2 separate regions of the Rattus norvegicus genome follow, and region 1 is linked to region 2. Evidence: chromatin contacts called from public Hi-C data. All regions are on one chromosome and are shown on one strand. Each heading gives the region's core, a stretch centred on a gene start, on an enhancer-like site or on the middle of the called end of the contact. The rest is flanking DNA. Distances are from core to core; before and after follow the strand shown. Region 1 holds the start of Thrb (thyroid hormone receptor beta). Region 2 overlaps Thrb (thyroid hormone receptor beta).

The links. A called contact is a pair of places that touch in the nucleus more often than the background predicts.
Region 1: a contact with region 2 is called in a Hi-C map of liver, with 4 times the contacts expected there. The contact joins the promoter of Thrb here to the enhancer-like site in region 2. A contact is called at or near these places in 6 of 12 Hi-C or Micro-C datasets (hepatocytes, kidney, liver and 2 more).

The regions. Positions count from the first base shown.
Region 1 is chr15:10,459,249-10,462,943 of GRCr8, forward strand. It overlaps Thrb (thyroid hormone receptor beta), which reads right to left and starts at 2,198. Exons shown (of 12, transcript NM_012672.3): 1 at 2,128-2,198. It overlaps LOC120096914 (a long non-coding RNA gene), which reads left to right and starts at 3,268. Exons shown (of 2, transcript XR_005493837.2): 1 at 3,268-3,402; 2 at 3,673-3,695.
Region 2 is chr15:10,384,191-10,387,926 of GRCr8, forward strand. All of the region lies in intron 1 of Thrb (thyroid hormone receptor beta), which reads right to left. Among named protein-coding and RNA genes, the nearest start is that of Thrb, 75 kb to the right of the region's middle. Within about 2 kb of position 1,766, at least 5 of the 93 cell types and tissues checked have an H3K27ac peak or open chromatin away from gene starts, as enhancers often do. A contact at or near this core is called in liver, where this site is marked.

The DNA of each region.
Region 1 (3,695 bases), core at 948-3,447, 75 kb after region 2:
CACGCTGTCAGCTGTCATCCAGAACACTCAGAATTCAGCGTTAAAGAGGAAACTCACGAGTATCAGAACAAAAGAACAGTTCTGACCATAGCCAGTATTGAGGGGGGGGGGGGGAACAGAACAAGAAGCAGAGAATCTTTGAGAGAGAAAGCAGAAGGAAAGACTGCCTACTGCCTAAGAAGGTGGCATGGATCCTCCACTCTAAGAGCAAGAGACTAAAGCAGCCAGTCACCTCTACTGGTCTCCATGGAAAAGATGAGCCTAGGACAGAAGGAGTTCTGAGGCTCACTGGTGACTCCAAACATCCATCCCTGGGTGGATCCAGCATCTACAAACAGGTAGGCAAGGAGAGGGCCTCAGCTTTCCCCTCCTAGGAAGAGTTTAACAAGTCATCCTTCTCCAGAGGTGCTGGGTCACAGGGAAGGGGCAGCTCATCTCTTGTTACAGCAGAGTTTACCACAAAGAGGCTGGGATGGGAGAGGTGGAATATGTATCCCCCTTCTAGTGCCAGTTACTCGATGTCAATGAGATTAAGCTTTTGCATTGTAATGCCAACAAGAATAGTTTCATTAAAAAATAGCAATTCTGAAGCAGTTCCTTTACTATAAAGTAAAGCAGATTTCCCTTTTCCAGTATATAATAAACAATAATAAACTATTGAAATTCATTTAAAAATAGGATCCTAATAGTATCCATTTAACACGGGAAAGCAATAGATTGTTCTTCTCCAATCTCTTCACATAAACTGGCTCAAGCAAAAGCACTTTTTACTTAATTTCTCCCTGGATCAATCGAAGCACAGCCAATACGCATGAAAACACTCTAAACTCTGCCCCTGTTCAAATTACTTCCCACTCAAACACCTTTTCATTAATGGTTCCCAGCACATGATTTCTTTCAGAACGGGAAATAAGAGGCTGAAGTGAATTAGCGAGATCAGTCATCCAGAATATTCAGAATGAATCATGGAACGCTTCTTTACCAAAAAGAATTTTTTATCCTTTCGCAGCACAGTGAGGCAATATTTCATTATAACATCAACAAACACGCTAAACCAGAGGCAAATCATATAAAGATACTGCCCAACGGGTCTACAGTACTTAGTACGTTCATTAACAAAATTCTGTTCTCCTATTCATGCACTGAACAAAAGATGTTTGGTTTGATCAGTTTCAAACAGGTCTTTAAAACCGATCACTAGTATCTAGGATCAACCACACTGGAAGAGGAGGAAATTATGCAATGTTATTTTCTGATTCAACACAGCCCTTGAGTTCTCCACGTGCACGGGAAGGGCAGAATGGGATATTGAACTTGGCCGCCCAGCTACTCTTTTTCTTATTTGACTCACTTTAGGAATGCATAATAGGCCCTTTAAAAACTTCCCACTTGGGGAAAATTTAATAATAATAATAATAATAATAATAATAATAATAATAATAATAATAATCCATATATGCACACCCCGCCCCCTCCCTCTTAAAAACAAACCAGACGGTTTTAAGAATTAGCTCCAATAATGTGGTCACGGGAAATATTCCTCCCAAATGACAACTGACCCTAGCAATAGAAACCCTCCAAAGACGTCTTCCCCGGTCTTGGGGAACACAGCTGACACCACCCGGATCATCACCAACACGCACGACCCCGAAAGATGCTGCGTCAAGAGAAGCAAAGGAAAAGAGCAACTCTGGAGGGAGCGAGCCCGCAGAGCCGGTGAGAGGCAGACAGGCACTGACCAGCGCTAACACTCAGGAGCTTTCTCCTTTCCAAAGCCTGGAGTTCCCCGGCAGGAACCAAAAAGAGGGGGGGCAGGAGACCCACAGTCCCTTTAAATCGCCCACCCCCGCGCCTGTCAGCCTCTTCTGAACCCCCATGCCCTACAACTTCCTCCTCATGGAAACTTCCACTGGGTTCGGTGCCCAGGATGCCAAACTCCATTTCACAAGGAGCTTGTCCCCAGCTGGGTTCGGGCTTCAGCTCCCTCAGCACAGGGTGCCCGAGCCCGAGAGGAGCCGGGCGCAGAGGCCCGTGGCAGGGACAGCGCGAGTCTCTGGCCACCCGGGCCGGCCCGCAGGACCTGTACCCCCCACCCCACCCCTCTACGCCCCCTCCACGTCAAGTTACCGGAGCGCTGGAGCCTGGCGGTGGCGCCCCGAGGCGGCGCGCGGGCGAGCTGCGGCCGAGCAGCCGGTGGCCTCCGCTCTGGTGCTCGCATTAGCCAAGCAAAGTTAATCCCGCCGCGTCACGCCGGCCGCCCGCCCGCCCGAGGCTGCGCGGTGCTCGGCCGAGCCGCAGTCTCCTCCCCGCTCCGCCCCCTCCGCCACGGGGTCCCGTGCGGCGCCCGCTCCCCAGCGAGCTCTACTCCCTTGACCCGTCCACTCTCCTCCAGCGCCCGCGCCGAGGGGAGCGGCGCAGGTCCCAGGACACTGGCGACCTCTCTGCTGAGACCTGCGCGGGCCGCGAGGTGCACGGCCCGAGTCCCGCCTCCCGGGGACCCCGCGCGCAGCCTTACTCGGGACTGGGATGCCAGCTCCCGGGCGGCAGGCGAACCGCCGACCGTTCTTCCCTTCTGGTCCTCCAGCCCGACCGATTCGCGCAGCAGCTGTGGCAAGCTCAGGCCACCCTGGCTCCTGCAGAGTCGCAGCGACGAAATGGCCTCGGGTTGTGCACCCCGTCTGGGCCCGAGCAATCCGCCACTTGGGTGCCCTGCGCACCTGCCGCCTAGGTGCGGGTGTCCTCCGCTACGACCCCGTGGTAACGGCGCCTTGTGCGCCACCCTCCCTGGGGTCACGTAGCTGCGGGTCTGGTGGCCGCGCGTCCACCCACCCAACTGCAAGCGCGCGAAGGTTCGAGTTGAGCCATCATTCCTGTAGTTGAAGAGGGTTGGGGTGTGACTGGGGGCAGGGAGTATGAATGACAGGAGACAGAGGGGATCTCCAGGAGCACAACCCTCAGAGACGCCCGACAAGCGCGGCAGGTGTCACCGCGCTCCTCCTTCCGCCCCCAAAGCACTTGTGGTGTGCGTGGGACCACGGGGCGCTCAGATCCTCCCGTGGCTCTGGCCACTCTGCGCCCCACACCAAATGGACAAAGCCTTGCTTGCCCTAAATGAGAAGCGCCCCCCCCCCACCTCCTGCACACCTCACTGAGTTGTGCCCGGTTGGTTCCACAAGTAGGATTTAAAGAGACACCTCGTTATTTCGCCACTGTCCTAGAAATAGAAATATAAAACCGGAAGACAAAAATAATCTCCACCCTGGAAGGGTTCTGTTTTTGCAAGCATAGCGCGCTGAAATGCTGAAAAGTCCGTACCTCAAGTCCTGAAGGTTGGGAACTAACCCAACGGGTGACAGTGTGCTGCTCCAGGTACCCAGGTCGTCTCCCAGCAGCGCCTCGGAGGTAGGTTTTATTGGAAAATGCAGAGTGCTGAGAGAACACGCAGCCAGTGGGAAGTTACACTTGCGACAAAACTACTTTGACTGAGGGCCGAATACAATTATGTTCTTATGAACAGTGTTAAAAAAAAACCTTGAAATTCTTTCTTCAATACACTCATGTAACACGGTGTAGTATACCGAGCCTGGCTATCTCAACGGAGGGAATGATGTCTAGATTATTTTAAAGTGTTTTCTAGATTTCCCACGGGTGATAAGTTTTTTTTCCCCCCAGCGTTACTTGGGCACAGTCCACAG
Region 2 (3,736 bases), core at 516-3,015:
AACTCTCAGGAGTTTCCCTGACATCTACTGCCAATTGGCTCTCCTCAGCTTTTACTTTAGCCAGGACCTGCTCAGTTTCCCTTCCTTGATCCCCTTTTCTAGTCTTTTCTCCTTGATGTAATACTTTTGCAAGATTTCGAAGAAAAAAATCATGAACTTATTATATTTTTTCCTTCGTTCTCATTTTGAAATGCATCCAGAATTTTACAACCTAGGAGATAGTTTTATTTCGAATCAATAATTTTTATCATGTAAAGTAGCCAGCTTTCCATGCCTTTCCTTAAGACCTCTCATCAGCAAATATGGATCTAATCAAGTGTTGGGAGCCTTTCTAGTAAAAACAGGGATGCTCTCCCTTAACATCTGGATAACAGATGCTTTACCGAACAGATTTCACCAACAGCAAAACGTTAGAGTTTTACATGGACAGTTGTTTGCTCACTACGTGTTATCATTCCTGACCTCACCAGAACTGCAGTGGCCCATATTTTACCTGGGACTCTTCAACCTGTGAGGTAGATTTATCTTTGTCAGACACAAAACATAACTGCAAACAAAAAAGAATTTGGAAGGGTCACGTATTTTTCTTTGTTTTCTGTGTGTATGTGGTCTACGCATGTGCACATGCTTATGTATGTGCAAGGGTGTATGTAAGGGTGCACACCAGAAGGCCAGAGGTCTCCTTCAGCTCTCCTCCTCCATTACTTCTCCAGCTATTTAATTAACAATTAATTAATTAACAATTAATCAATTAACAATTAATTAATGATGGTATGACATTTGGGACTCTAGAAACTTCAGAGTATATAAATGCTAAAGCCCCAATAGGGGGGTTGTTGGTTGGTTGTCAGTCGAGGTTTGTTAAGTAGTTTCGAGCAACTAAGAAACAACAAGAAGAAATTAGATATCCTCCCATGGAAGATCAAACTTGCCCCAAGGAACTTGAAGTCCCTAATCAGCAGGAATTAGTTGCCCCTTTTCCAGCCCCTGACTTTATTTTGGGATCTCTTTCCTTTCCTCTCTATCCTTTCCTCTCTCCTATCCAGTGTTGCGGGGTCGGAAGGGTAGAAGAAAAAAAAAAGGGTAGAGAGGGTGGAAGGAAGAAGAACCCACAGAGTAGTAAGAGACAGGTGACAGGCTAGATTAGCCAGGGAGCCTCCTGGCTGGGCCTTGCCCAGGATCAGGTTACAGGTCTGTACTGCAGAGCCCATTCCTGTGGATGCTGGGGACAGCCACGCAGGTCTTCATACTGGAAAGGCAAAGGCTTTACCAACTGAGACATCTTTCCAGGTCCACACCTTTTGCTGTCCCTATAATAGTTTTACATTGTTAAGATCACACACATCAACAATTGTAAGGCAGAGAAGGAATCGATTTAAGATCATTAGGAAAAGGGGAGTGTGAATTTCCCAGTAAACATTACAGACAGTCCTGAGTATACAGACAAGAATGATCATGGTCACATGATGGGGTCCAATCCTCGGTACCGTGGCAGCGCTCACATCTAGGTTTTAATCTCTTAGTGAACAGGGGCAACAGTGAGCTGGCCCCCAGTCTCCAAGGCAATGTGCAGATAGAGTGAGAAAGACTGTCTTGCAGGCACTGAGCTAATGGTGTTAGCATTCTTAGGTCTGCTGGACCAATTACAGAGTTTAATCCCTGATATTAACACATCTGAAGAAAGGAAAGGTCAGGTCCTGGAGCTTGGCCACTTCAGATAAACTGAGCTCAAAGGAAACAAACTTTGGCAGTGAGTATCAGGCACTGCCCACAGGAAGAAAGTGGAGTCCAATAGCTATAAGCACCCAGTTAGCGACCTCGGGTGGGAGCACGGGCATTTCCCTGGCCTTCTCCATGGCTCACAGAAATGTCCTTCAAGACTGTGGCTGTCAGTGGCTCAGAGAACTCTACTGATCACCTGACTGCACATTCGACACTCTAAGGATCCAAGGGAAGGTTACGGGAGGCTCCTAGGTCTACAGATTTCTGTTCTCCTAGGAAACATTTCCCCTTTATTTTCACTAAGATTCACTCATGTGCAGACCTTCAAGGCTCATGGGTGAAAGGCCTCACCGTTTTCTTCATTGTTTGAAAAATGCTATTTATTTAGCATTGACATTTTTAGAAGGACAATTTCAAATACACTCCCAACTTTCGCAGGAATCAAATAGCTAATTTCAGTCTCTAGAACACTAATGTAAACAGATCGCACCCAGCATGCATGGTCACTACCCATGGTCTGAACCACTCCTTGAGTAGCCGATACTCTTTTAAACACAGGAAAATCTCTTTATCGAGTCATCTTTTCCCCCAAAACTGGCTTCTCTCTACAATGTATTCAGGAATTTCTCTCATTCCCATTTTTGGTGAAATTCGTTGTGATGAATAATTCTTTTACCCTTCACTCTCAGCCCAGAACTCATAAATACAATAAAATATTAGATTCCTAAGTCAGTTGTTTATGTCAGCCAGATTCTACCCTGAAAGTTACATCTTTTTACATGATAAAAGATTCAACAGTCTTTAACACAAAAATAGAAACCCAAGGAAGACAATAAAAGGTATTTTTCTTTTGAATTTAATTCTTTGCTTTGCTGATATAATTTTTTTTATTAACTTGAGTATTTCTTATATACATTTCAAGTGTTATTCCCTTTCCCGGGAAGACAATAAAAGGTATTTTTCTTTTGAATTTAATTCTTTGCTTTGCTGATATAATTTTTAATCGATTTTGACATATAAGGCAGAAATAGTCAACTATTTATATCTTTACCTGATAAGTATACATTTCTGTTAGCCTCCTTTCTCTTATAGGTGAAGAAAATTGCACGCACCTATGAATTTGTCAGTGACAAGGAAGTGGCACTGGAATAAATCTTGGTTTTCACCCCACTACTCAGATCTCACACTTCTGGATGGGCTGACCCGTGTTTCACAACTGGATGTCACTTGGCTTCCCTTCCTCTCTCAGAATGAGTGAAACAGCAGTGTATCATACTGTTGTCATTACACCACATCCTGACACATCGTGACAGTGCCACAGTGTCACCAGGTTCACGCTGGGAACCAGCCATGTGCGTGTGTGAGCACGTGTGGGAGAATGTGAGAAAGTCTGTCTGTGACTACATTTCTATGTTGATCAATCCTGCTGACAGAAAGCCAAGCACATGCTCCAGACCGAGTTTCCCTTTCTTCCCGATACCTTTTTTCTGTGATTAGATGCACTAAAACAAAACAAAACAAAACACCACAGTATTAAAAATTAACTAGGGCACGTGTTTGTAAACAACTGTGGTTATAGCAAAGGGCTTTCCCCTCAACTCAGATGTGTCTTGTAGAGACATCATTGAGCCAACGGGACACATTTTCATTTACTTTGTAGCACAGTTCAAATTATCACAAAGACAGAGAAAATACTTCCCCATAAAAAAAATAAAAACGGTGGAACAACATGAGGCTTATGAGAACCTTGAAGCATCCTCGATAAAAGTGTCAGCCTAGCTGGATTGCTTCCATCAACCTGTTGCAAATGAGATTCTTAATGGTCGTAGCTGACATTTTTTTTCCTGGTATTTTATTCTTATGGGTTATGAGGTTACTAAAACCCTCAGTGTAATTACAGTTTGACACTATCATTTTATATTCATAGTCTTCTAAAGGAAGTGGTGCAAATTACAGTCTTTAAAACATTATTGAACATGTTTTATGTTCCCCAAATGTCACAGAAGGTGAAATA